3 separate regions of the Mus musculus genome follow, and all the other regions are linked to region 2. A link is a contact called in public Hi-C data. All regions are on one chromosome and are shown on one strand. The core of a region is the stretch at or near the end of the contact, and the rest is flanking DNA. Distances in the headings are between cores, read along the strand shown. Region 1 has its middle 15 kb from the start of Gm6749. Region 2 overlaps Itpr1 (inositol 1,4,5-trisphosphate receptor 1). Region 3 has its middle 9.9 kb from the start of Gm35359.

What was found. Hi-C and Micro-C count contacts between places; a contact is called where the count stands out from the background.
Region 1: a Hi-C map of muscle stem cells shows a contact between it and region 2, with 4 times the contacts expected there. The contact joins two enhancer-like sites. A contact is called at or near these places in 1 of 484 Hi-C or Micro-C datasets (muscle stem cells) and 1 of 9 other capture datasets (embryonic stem cells).
Region 3: a contact with region 2 is called in a Hi-C map of bone marrow-derived macrophages, with 30 read pairs. The contact joins two enhancer-like sites. A contact is called at or near these places in 4 of 15 datasets of contacts at CTCF or cohesin (the NIH/3T3 cell line, embryonic stem cells and pro-B cells), 19 of 484 Hi-C or Micro-C datasets (bone marrow-derived macrophages, cerebral cortex, differentiating embryonic stem cells and 1 more), 10 of 115 datasets of contacts at active chromatin or transcription factors (bone marrow-derived macrophages, double positive thymocytes, embryonic stem cells and 2 more) and 1 of 9 other capture datasets (embryonic stem cells).

Annotation. Positions count from the first base shown.
Region 1 is chr6:108,894,085-108,898,057 of GRCm38.p6, reverse strand. No RefSeq gene overlaps it. Among named protein-coding and RNA genes, the nearest start is that of Gm6749, 15 kb to the right of the region's middle. Within about 2 kb of position 1,412, at least 30 of the 459 cell types and tissues checked have an H3K27ac peak or open chromatin away from gene starts, as enhancers often do. A contact at or near this core is called in muscle stem cells, where this site is marked.
Region 2 is chr6:108,446,327-108,450,487 of GRCm38.p6, reverse strand. The region is part of intron 44 of Itpr1 (inositol 1,4,5-trisphosphate receptor 1); the gene reads right to left. Among named protein-coding and RNA genes, the nearest start is that of Gm35165, 24 kb to the left of the region's middle. Within about 2 kb of position 1,492, at least 159 of the 459 cell types and tissues checked have an H3K27ac peak or open chromatin away from gene starts, as enhancers often do. A contact at or near this core is called in bone marrow-derived macrophages and muscle stem cells, where this site is marked.
Region 3 is chr6:108,739,185-108,743,375 of GRCm38.p6, reverse strand. No RefSeq gene overlaps it. Among named protein-coding and RNA genes, the nearest start is that of Gm35359, 9.9 kb to the right of the region's middle. Within about 2 kb of position 2,640, at least 12 of the 459 cell types and tissues checked have an H3K27ac peak or open chromatin away from gene starts, as enhancers often do. A contact at or near this core is called in bone marrow-derived macrophages, where this site is marked.

The sequences.
Region 1 (3,973 bases), core at 163-2,662, 450 kb before region 2:
ATGCTCCCAACCTGTAAAACAGCAAGACCTTAATAGATGGGTGGTGTTGTGAGACACTGTGTTTGTAGTCACTTATTTTAAAAGCATCAAAAAAATAGACATAACATGAAGGTCAACACTGCAGGAGTAAAGCAAGCGAGAAAAGCTGCTGAGCTAGCAAAGAGCAAAGACTTCCTGAGACCCAACAGGCTTTGCTTTCACATTAAGGCCAGTGGATTTCCTCTGAATGAGGTTCAAGGTTTGACACAAGGAAACAAACAACAACAACAAATATGGCCTTTATTTGCCATGCCACACACATTCTGTGTGTGTGTGTGTGTCTGTCTGTCTGTCTGTCTCTCTCTCTCTCTCTCTCTGTCTCTCTCTTTCTCTTTCTCTCTCTCTCTGTCTCTCTCTCTGTGTCTCTGTCTCTGTCTCTGTCTCTGTCTCTCTCTCTCTCTCTGTCTCTCTCTCTCTCTCTCTCTCACACACACACACACACACACACACACACACACACACACACCAGCGCTAACCGCTGCTGGATGTACTGATAGAGAAAATAACTCCATCAATGGTGCACCTGCTGACCTGCAGAAGCACTGAGAAATGCTTGATTGTAAATTATTCAGAGGCGGCCTGCAAAAAAATGGAGAGCAGCCGAAGTTGAGAGATGGAGCATAGCATATACAGCAATAAAGGAATTCTAGCATCTCTAAAAGAAGAGCGGATCCATCAGGAGGGCTCCCATTAGGCAGGGTGAGCTGCGATCCACATTTTCCATGTCTCCCCACTCCCAAAGCCAACACAAAAAGCACTTTTCAGCCAGTGTTGCTTTGACACGCACATCCGTGCTTCACAGATTTGGCCTCTGGAGTATATGACGCTGGCCCCCACACCGTCCTGGCAATTGACTCACGAATGATTAAACCTGATGATTACCCAGGGCAGATAACCTGATTGCTAATAGAGACTAGAGTGGGGAGCAACTTTTGTTGGCGGGTGAGTTCTTTGTCAGAGACTACCTCCCAGGGGTAGTTGGCTGGGAGAGACTGGAAAGTTGACTAAAAAGCTCCATGGTGGGAAAAATTAAGCTGTACAGCCATGTGATAATAGCAGCAATAGAAAGAGAGGCAGAGCCTCCACCCACACAGCAAGTCAGAAATACCTCAGGTATAATTAAACTCGATTCCAGAATTTAGCACCTTTTTGTAATAAGAATCTTTGCTTGAAGTCCTTAGCATTCTGTTGCCTTGGCAAAAACCCTATCACTTGGCATTTCAGAGGTTTCTGTCCCATTTTCAAAGAACAGTCTTGGTGAAGGAGCCTTGGGAAGATGCATCTGATTCCGCTGGTCCCTTTACTACTGAGTCGCCCTCTGTGAGGAAGTAAAGGAAAGAGACTTTTGCAGGCCTCTGCCTGCCTGGGCTTCTCGGTGATGGGTGTTCCTTGCCTCCTCCTCACCAGTAAACCTTAAGTAGGGCACGCCATGCTAACTCCAGCAGAACACAGCCAAGATCTCCGTGTCAGTGGCGCTTGAGGGCAAACCCTTGGCACATCTGCTGCTTATCTCCGGATGTCAGAGTTCTTAAGTGAACGTCTTGGACTTGGAATTTCTCTTTTATGCTTGTTTGACCCCTCTGTTATAATACCCAGCTCTGATCATCATTTCTTCCATATCCATTCTTGCCAGTATTCATTCTCTTTCTCTCTGTCTCTCTCTGTCTCTCTCATCTCTATCTGCTCTTGATCCCTCTCTCTCCACCCTCACCTCCTCCCTCTCCTTCTATCTCACCCCCCTCTCTCTCCCCAAAAACCATTGTCATAGTCCAATGCTATTTTCTGAAAATGGAAATCATGACTTGAACTCAAAGCGTGACTGTAGTGAATCACATGTGAAGGCCTTGGCAGGGTGCTTGGCACATGGTACATGCTGGACAGTATTAGTCATTTTTGATAGAAAAACTGGTGCATGGTTGGCAAAAGAAAAAGCCTAAAACTCATAAAGGGTATTCCAGCAAGAGAGGAGACAATACGGGAATAAAATTAAAATGCAAATAACCCATCTAGACACTGGATGTCCCCTCCCATTTCCGAAGCATCAGAATTCCGGAGCCTGCCTGTAATTATAAAAAGGGAGAATTTGGTACTTGGGGGTTTGCTTAAGATTATACCCAATTAAGGATAGCCTACTTGAAAGTTTAAATTGTCAGAAACCCACCTTAATACTGCCTCAGCCTTTTGTCACACCAATTATAATTATGATTCATTCAATAACTGTCCCCTGCAGACATAGGATGTGCTTGGCACTAGGTGTACTACAGAAAGCAAGAGAGGGGCTGCTCTGACATCATACAGTTAAGGGTGTGACAGGGAAGACAGATGACAAACGTGCATAATACAGGCATAAGTGTATAGCAGAATTGTTGAAAGGTAACAGGAAGACGTCTTTGCACACATGTCATGACCAAAGAAGTCCTCCTTAAGAAGCTGCCGTTCAAACTGAGACCTGAGGATGGAGAGTAAACAGCAAACGGAAAATTGATGTGAGGCAGGACAAGGACCTGGTACAGGCAAATAGGATCAAGCTCCCCCTGCATTGAGTTGCTTGCTATCTGACAGCAATGTTGCCACTTATTTAAGTTCATCCCACAACTTCCCAAAAGAAGGCACAGTCTTGCTAGGAGATAACTGAGGCCTGGAGGGTTGAAGCAAACCACCCAAGGCAAGTGGCAACGCTGACTAATACTGAGTCATGACAGCATCTAGCTTTCTTCATCAAAATAACCCAACATCTGAACCAGGAAATAGGGGTGGGGTAAGATGAGCAGGACTTCAAGTCTAGGGGAAAAACTGGCAGTCACTGTTCCAGATCTCAGTGAGTCTCTTTCTAAGGAGAATCACAATTGCTACCTGTTAAAGGATGCCCTTACACCAGGCACAGTGCCCGGCCCTTTGCATGTATAATTCTCACAGCACACCACAGACAAACACTACAGTCCCCACCTTCCTCTTCTTACCCATGGCTTCTTCTTCCCTCTGCTATGTCACACACCCAAGGAAACACTCCTTTTCCTATCTTGAATCTTGCTCCAAAAGAGAGCAGCAGTAAGTGCAATTATAAGCCTTGAACCTGTGACAGGTGAACACTAAAGTGCATTGAACCTAAAGAAAACAGTAGCAAAGTTTTGTGAAGTGAGCAAGCAAAGTGAAGGCAGTGGGTGCCCCACAGTTTCCCTAATCTCTCAAGTTGTTTTAAGAGTCTGTTGTCAGCTTCTCAGAGCCACGTGGACCTGTAGAATTCCCACTAGAGATGGAGGCTACAAAGAGTTTTCTCCTTGTCCCTTTTTAACAGATTGACACCTTTAAACAAATGGCGACTGTTTTCCATGACAGGTGGAGGTAACAACCATGAGCAAAGGCCACTGTAAGAAGACAAATGGAGCCCTGGGGGACCCTGATTCTCCCCAGTCAGACAGATACAAACCAAACCAGAAAAAGATGCACCCAACATCATACCCAGGAAACAACTTTGGAGTTTCTGCCTGGTGCTTTCTTTATTCCTCGGGGCTTCCCCTTTCTTGGACCAGTTGCAGGTCGATTCTTTCTATCCAGTTTGTACCCCTCGTATATGCTCAAGTAAAGCTGGAGGCAGAAAGAGTGGAAGGCCATAGTAAAATGGAGATGTAGAAAAAAAACATAACCTCAAATATTAATGATGCATCAAGCTTGCTGAATGATTGGAATATCATAGGCTAATAAATCAGTTAGGAAAGGAGGGAGAAAAGTCAATCAATATGACTAGTATAATTTGCTTTTCGTCGGGTGCTGCTAGGAAGCTTGATCTCTGTCATTGTTATAAACCTAACAGTGATCATTTTTTATTATATTTTCCTCATTTAAAAACATACTTTCTTTCCCTGCCCCTCAAGCCACTCAGAGGAGCCCTGCGATTAGATAGGATATTGTGAAAAAATGCATTGCATTCCTTACT
Region 2 (4,161 bases), core at 243-2,742:
TTCTAGCTCATTCTCTTGTATTTTTATTTGCTGCTCTTTAGTCATGCAGAGACTGCAGAATTTGAGTGTTCCTTCAGATGTCTGGTCTTAGAACTCTATTCAAGCCTCTGGGTTTTACGGGAAGGGAGGAGAACAGGACTTTGCTCTTTATCCTTTCTCGCCTTTTAATTTTCTTTGTGGATGGCCAGAAGAGCTGATATATGTAAAATTCTTCTTCTGTCTGTCGTGGGATTTTACCATTCAGGAAGGAACAATATCAGGTCTCTACTATCTCTAGAAGGACTATCCCCATGAGCTGTGCTTCTTCCTAATAACACAACTGTCAGTCTTGGATGAATAAGCCTGGCGATTTTTAAAGCAGTGTCTTGGCTTAACAGCCAAATTGAATGCTTTTAGACCTACACACTGCCAAAGGTTGTCACTTAGGCAGACTCACTAACAATCAGAATAGAGCTCTGAGAGTTCACATTGTCAGTAAGTCAGGTCAGTGCTTGAGCGTGGGAACTGCGGAGTGTTTCACACACATATGGAAGCTGGAGAAGGACATTAGGCATCCTTTTCTATCCATCTCCACTTTGTTCCTTTGACAGCCTTCCATTAAGCCTAGAGCTTGGTGTTGACCATCAAGCCACTGAGACACTGACTCCGCCCCTCACAGTGCTTAGGTGAGAGGAACACGTGTGACTACATGCTCATGAGAACTCATGCTTGCCTAATAGCACTCTGATGCACTGAGCCATCTCTTCAGCCCCAACAGTAGCTCTTTTTGAATTATGGCTGTCTATGAGAGCAGGATTTAGGCCAATAATCCAAAGGACTTCTGCTCAATGACACCTGATTTCCTAGAGAACGACAGGAGGACAATACGCTCACATGTCAAAGGCACTGGAGGGAGGGAAAAGAAAAAGGCTGAACCAGCGGAAAAGAATATCATCTCTCTTCTGCTCATTTGGCATGGCTACCAGCATAAGAAGTTATACACCAAAGGCAATCATATTTCCTAACTTTCTGGATGTTCAAAATTATCTTAAATATATAGTCAGAAAGGTTTAAGTAAGGTAGTGAGAGAAAGCAAAACAGCCTACAGACCTCTCTGGGTGATAAACCACTTCACAGAAACAAACAAACAAACAACCAGACATGTTTGACAGAAATCAAGGCTAATAAATGAAGCCTGTCTTGAAATGACAAGCAACTTCCTGAAACAATAGAAACTAATATCCGAATGTCTTAAGAGCTTGGAGGAGTTGAACGCCACACAAGGCACCTTCTGGGACTCAGCAGGGGCCCTGAGAGGCAGCACCTGTCAGCAGCTTGCTCACCAGGTGAGCAACTAGGTAAAGAAAGGTAAGGCACTTTGGCTGGAGGCCTGAAGAAAGGGCATTTCTTGGGTCAAGCACTTTTCCCCTCTTGCTATTTGTTTAATCTTCTGGAGAGTTCCACAATGGACTTTGTTTTCCAACCCCCATTAGGGAAGAGAAACCTTCAAATTCAAAGTTACTAAAGGCTGACAAGGGCACAGCTGGATTCCAATGTCCCACTCAGGAGGTCAGAGCCCTTTGTGTGACAGGTCGCCTTTCAAGGCTCTCTCCCAAATCTCTGCATATTTATACACTGATTCTCAGGACTCACAGGTGGACCCTAGATGTGGTGGTATTTTTTTTGCAAGTGTAAGTGGCCTCACTGTTCAGATCCCTCTAGTTGACTGGCATGCACAGTTCTGGGAGTGGGGTGGGATATGCCCCATGGAGATGCCAGGCTGTTTTTATCAGTCTCAATGCCAAAAACCACCTATAAGTCCCTACATGTTGCGGGAGAACAGTCCCTGACTCTGGGGTTAGCTCACTTCTTTCCACATGGATAAAACCTGAGGTTAGAAAACACCACTTGAAAGTGACTCATTTCTAACTCCCCTGCCAAAAACAACACCCATTTACGCAACTCCCTCACACAGCAGACTCTTCCTCCTCTTCAGGGTGACTGCCCTATCAAACTGAGGCGGATCTCCCTACAAGCTGCCCTTCTGTTCATTACCAGAGATTCAAATCACACTATTCTACATGCATCTATCTTTCTGTGATGGGGGGGGGGGGGAGGGAGGAAGGGGGTCGCAGACAGTCAAAGCAATGAGTTCCTCCCACGCTGTGCTCTGCAGTGATAGGTCCAGATAGCGTACGATGTCATATCCCAGACCGGCTGGGACTCATTTCTTAACCCAACCTTCAAAAGTGGTCGGGGAAAGGCCCCATGAATCAGGGAACTCTCTCTTTTCAGCTGAACTCACAGCTTGGTTTCTGGACTCAGAGCACCTCATATTTTCCACCTCTAACTGTGTACGTGCAGAGGGAAAACTTTCATTGGGTGTGTCTGTAACCCAGACCTTGGCAGAGGAATAGCCGTGGGCAGTCACTTGATATATGAAAATCACTGTGCTTCTGCAAATGGAGGCAAGTATTCCAAGAGGAAAAAAAAATTATCCCCTTAGTTTGCTACAGAGTGCTACATCCCTCTCCAAACATCTGTATCAGCTTTTAACCTTTTAAAGTCATGGAAGTTCATAGACAGATTTTCTTCCTCCACATTCCAGGTAAGGACAACCCCTGTCCTCTGCGGGGAAGAGGACACGAAGGGAACTCCCCCCCCCCCCCCACACACACACCCCGGGTGCTGGTGGGAACATCTTAGTAGGAAGGAACACAGAAGTTGGCACGGGCGTGAAGGACGGATATACAGACAGCACCATGAGGCTTACTGAGTGCTGTGTGTGCCAGAAATTAATTCATAAGCAAATGCTTATTTTATAGTTTCCCACTTGCGACAAAACATCGAGCAGAAAGGAAATATTTCTTCTGGGGGCTGGCACTGGATCAGGGACAAAGCAGCAGGAAGCAGGCTTCAAGATAAGCCTGATCTCCCACTGCCTGACAAGTGTGTCACCCATCCAGAAAGCTCAAGGGCTGTGCAACCATCTTCACGCTCCTGTAAACAGAGCTGCTTTGAAGGCCCCAGGCAGGAGAGTTACCACCATGAGAGAAGCCTTGGAAGAGAAAGAAAGTTCTGAAAGCCTTAGGGACAGGGTTCCTCCAAGTCTATTACACTACACTAGGACAGTTGAACCTTGACTTCTGGCAGTTTTCAGGGATCCAGGTGCTGAGAGGTCAGTGATGGGGGTTTCAGGACAAGAGGGCCGAGCAAGTGTTCCTGTGGCATTGGTTCTGGTTTCCTTCTGACAAAATCTTTTGACAGTATGGCCAATTAAATCCAGGATTTCTGGAGAGCTGAGGTCCCCAGTGGCCTGATCCTCAAGACAAGACTGAGTTTTCACACTCCATCCAAAGGGAGTAGATGTGTGTCAACACTTTCTACAAAGAAGGGATTGCACTTCCAAGGAAAAACTACACTCAATTCCAGAGATTAGAGTGTTGTCCTTCCCTGCTTGTGGCTTCCACTGGCCTATGCTGGGGTGCACAGTCAATTATAACTGAAGGAAAATGGACTGATGCCAGGGACAGCCCTACCAATGCCCTCTCTCATCCTCTACAGGCTTCCCTCCCAACAGCAGGCTGAGGCCTTATGCAACCACGTTGGTTCATGGCTAGAATGTAGTAGGCATGTCACCCTCAAGTCTGAGCACAGGCTTTAAAAGGATGCACAGCTGGGTGTTGGTAGGAGAGGGAATGGGAGCTAGAGCCATGGCTCAGTGGTTGAGAGTTTCAATCCCAGGTCCCATGGTTGGTATCTTACAAGCACCTGTAACTACAGCTCTGGAGGATTCAATGCCCTATTCTGGACTCCTACTGTACCTATGGACAGGTTAAACATGGACGGGCCCATACACAGATTCATAAAATTACACACATAATTAAAAATGAAAATAAATCGTAGTGGGGGAAAATAATGGACAGCTTCAACTTCTATTGCTTCGAGCACTTCTCAAAGAACCCAGCCACCATGTTATAGAAAGAAGCGCCCCACATACCGAAAACCAGTACCCTCCAGCTCAAGCTGAGAACCAACCCTCACAGCCAAACAAGTGGCCATGCTGACGACTCTAGTCCCAACTTCCTGATGAATTCAGCCCCAGTCAAGACCACATGGGGTGAAAGTGTCACTTCGCTGAGCTTCAGCCCACAGAAGCATGTGACTGCTATCAAGTGACTC
Region 3 (4,191 bases), core at 1,391-3,890, 290 kb before region 2:
TATATGGTCAACACTAATTTTTTTAATTTTTTTTTCTTTAAAATATGAGGTCAGCCAGGTGTGGTGGCGCACACCTTTAGTCCCAGCACTCGGGAGGCAGAGGCAGGCGGGTTTCTGAGTTCAAGGCCACAAAGTGGTCTACAAAGTGAGTTCCAGGACAGCCAGGACTATACAGAGAAACCCTGTCTTGAAAAACCTAAATAAATAAATAAATAAATAAATAAATAAATAAAATAAATATGAGGTTGACCAGTTGTCTCTTTTATTAAAATCAAAAACTTTAAGTGGCATGTTGGTGGTTTAACTTTAAAAAAAAAAAAGAAAGTTTATTTTATTTATATGAGTACACGGTAGCTGTCTTCAGACATACCTGAAGAGGGTATCAGATCCCATTACAGATTGTGAGCTACCATGTGGTTGCTGGGAATTGAACTCAAGACCTCTGGAAGAGCAGTCAATGTCTTAACTGCTGAGCTATCTCTCCAGCCCACAATTTTTTTTATAAGATGATACAAAGTTGGGTGGGTAGGGAAGGGGGAGATAGGTCTTGGAAAGAGTTGGGGGATGAGTGAATATGATCAATATACATTGTATGAATTTCTCAAAGAAATAATAAAACTTTAAAAAATATAAAGAAAGTTCTGATTTGGTTCATTTGGCCACCAGTCAATACAGAAAACACCTGGTACTTGTTTAAAAGAATTAATATTGAGTGTCCACCTTCCTGACATCATGGTAGGAGCTAGAAACATAACAGTAGCCAACATAGAACCAGATTGGAGTTTCAAGTTTCTTACAGCTTAGTGGGTTACACAGAAACTATGACAGACACAGGTAAAGGCTGACAAAATTGCAGTATGTTTTATGGAGGCCAACCATAAAAAGTATCAAATCAAAAGAATGCCCAAGACTGCTTCATGATTGAGGTGACTTTTGGACAGAAACAAAAAGAAACTGTATTAGTTACTGTTCCAGTTTGCCTTCTGTTGCTGTCATAAAACATGAGCAAAAGACATTTGGGGAGGGGAGGGTTTGTTGCCTTACACTTCCAAGTCAGAGCCTATCATTGAGGGAAGTTGGGGCAGGAACTAAAGTGGAATCCACAGAGGGCCATAGCTGACGAATTTGCTTCCTCTGACTCACACTCACCCTGGTTTTTTTTTTTTGGGGGGGGGGGGTTGGTTTTACAAGACAGGGTTTCTCTGTATAGCCCTGGCTGTCCTGGAACTCACTTTGTAGACCAGGCTGGCCTCGAATTCAGAAATCCACCTGCTTCTGCCTCCTGAGTGCTGGGATTAAAGGCATGTGTCACCACGCCTGGCTCAGCCTGTTTTCTTAAACATTCCAGGACCACCTGCCCGGTGGCACTGCCCACACTGGGCTGGGTCTTCCCACATCAGTTAACAAGAAAACCCTTCCACAGACGTGTCTACAGGCCAGTCTGATGGGGCCAGTGTCCCAGTTTAGAATGCCTCAAATAGCTCTTAGCGGCATCAAGTTGATAGCTAACGCTAACTAGGAGAGTTACTTTCCCAGCTGCTCGTCTCAAACACTTAACAGAAGCATCTTCAAGGAGTGAGGAGTTATTTCAGCTCACAGTTCAAGAGAAGTCCATCATGATGGGGAAGACATCATTGCAGGAGCAGGAGCCAGCTGCTCACATTTCATCCACAGTCATGAAATACAGACAGACGATGCCTATGCTCAATGCCCAATCCTCTACCCTGGATCCCAGAGTGTGGAATAAAACCACTCCAATTCATAATGAGTCTTCCTACCCCAATGAACTAAATCTATATGATCCTCACAGACAGGCTCAGGGGTTTATTTTCATGGTAAGTTCTAAATTGCATCAGCTTGGCATTCAAAATGAACCCTTAAAGTGGCTGGAGAGATGGTTCAGTGATTAAGAGCACTTGGCAGCTCTTCCAGAGGACCTGGGTTCAACTCCCAGCACTCACATGGAAACTCACAGCCATTCATAAATCCAGTTCCAAGCGATCTGATGTCCTCTTTTGGCATCTAGGGTCACTGCAGGCATGTAGTACACAGACCCACACAAGCAAACCACCTATACACACAAAATAACTATTTTTGTAATCAACCTTCAGATATAGGTAGTTATTTAATAGGCAAAGAGTAGAGTAGGGAAAAGGAGGGGAGAGAATATTCTAGGCCAAAAGCAACACATCAGGTATGTTTAGGGAAAGAAACATTGCCAGAGGCAATATAGCTATGTTAAATGTCACTTGGTTCTTGGGCCCTTTGAGGCATTCAACAAGATAAAAAGGAAAGAGCAACAGGTCAGTAAAGGGCAAAAAGGTCTATTGGACATATAGAATTGTCTCGTGGGGTCTGGGATCCAGCGGTGTCTACACTGCTTACTCTCTGTCCTCTCTTCCTCCTAGCTTGTGGGTCAGAAGGTTTCCCTCTTCCCTGCTTGCGTTCAGCTTGGACTAGAGGTTGTTTACTCCTCTTGGAGACTGCTCAGGATCTTATGACTGATGTCACAGTTGATCTCATGACTGCCAGTCTCGTGTCTGTCTTCTTCCTAACAGCTAGAAAGCAAAGGTGGCACGGAATACAACCTGGCAGAACTCAGCTAAGTCACCAGAGCTGTGAGACAGAACATCTACATGAGGCCACCTCATAGCCTGCTGACTGCCCTAGAGAGGAGTTCCTCTGAGTCAGGTGTCCACCACTGGTTCAGTCAGCTGAGCCATGGCTGCAGTGTCATGTGGGTGGCCTGTGGGAAAGGGACTGCTCCGAAGCAATGACTGCTGTGACAAGCACTGCTAGAGAATCCATGAACTCTGAAAGTCACTAGTCATCTGTCCTTGCTACATAGTTGCCTAGAGCACAGCCATTTCCTTTCTATGGGGACAACTCAAAGATCCCTTGCCTTTGCTTGTTCATCTGTGCTTCATTTCAACAGGGGATGTGGTGGTCCGAATGAAAGTGGCCCCAGTAGACTCAGGGGTGGGTAGGTTTCAGAAGCTCAAGCCACGAATAGTGGCTCACTCTCTTCCTGCTGCCCATGGATCTAGATGCAGAACTCTCAGCTACCTCTCCAGCCCCATGCCTGCCTGTGTGCCATCATGCTTCCTGCCATGATGATAATGGACTAAACCTCTGAACTGTCAGCCAGCCCCAATTAAATGTTTTCCTTTGTAAGAGTTGCCATGGTCATGGTGTCCCTTCACAGCAACAGAAACAGTAACTAAGACAGGGGACATCGGGCCAGTGAGGATCTCGAGAAGCAGGTGCTCTGAGGATCTTTAACATGGGAGTGCTCTCAGGGCACTTGTGGAATAGAAGAGACACTTGGGGAAGCTGACTTTCAGGGCCTTAATAAAAATGTGTCAACCAGTGCCTTCGCTCTGGCCATTCCAATTTACCCAAAGCAGAGCAAAAGCATCAGTCTTTAAGCAGACACATTTTCTAGACACTAGATATGGACTGCAGGAAGGAATCTTGACCAATGGCTGGTCAGTTTTCTTCAGTAAATTGCAGTCCTCAGCATCAGCAACATCAGCTGGCTGCTGTCTTCCAGCATAATTCCTAACACCTGGAGAATAATGCTTCCCCCCCCCCTCCTCCTCCTCCTCCACCTCTGCTGAGCAAGCCATGAGGAAGAAATCAATGAACAGCATCCCTCCATGGCCCTGCATCAGTTCCTGCCTGCAGGTTCCAGCCCAGCTTGACTTCCTGCCCTCACTGCTTTGGATCAGGAATTGTGAGCAAAATAAACCCTTTTCTTTTCCCACTCCAAACAAATAAGCAAGCACACAAACAAAACCAAACATGATGAAATAGAGAGAATACAGTAGTTTAATATGTAGGATTGAGGCCATGCTGGTAGCTTAATTTTAAATTGTAATTCCTTCAAGACGCTAATTCTAAACACAGCCACATTCTGAGCTCCTGGAAGTGAGAACTTTGACGTGAATTTGAGGGCACAAAGACAAACAAACAAACAAACAGCAAAATTCAACCCATATCCATGGGGAACACAAAGATGTTATGTCAAGGCCCCAGCCCCAGGAGCACAACATACACAGAAAGGGTATCATGAATCTAACATGCCTTTGGGGGTCTTTATGACATGCCAGGCACCGTGTGCCATCTCTTAAGAGTCTTACTGTCTTGATTCTCCCAGTAACTGCTGAGAAGGGCAGCGGTACACCCATT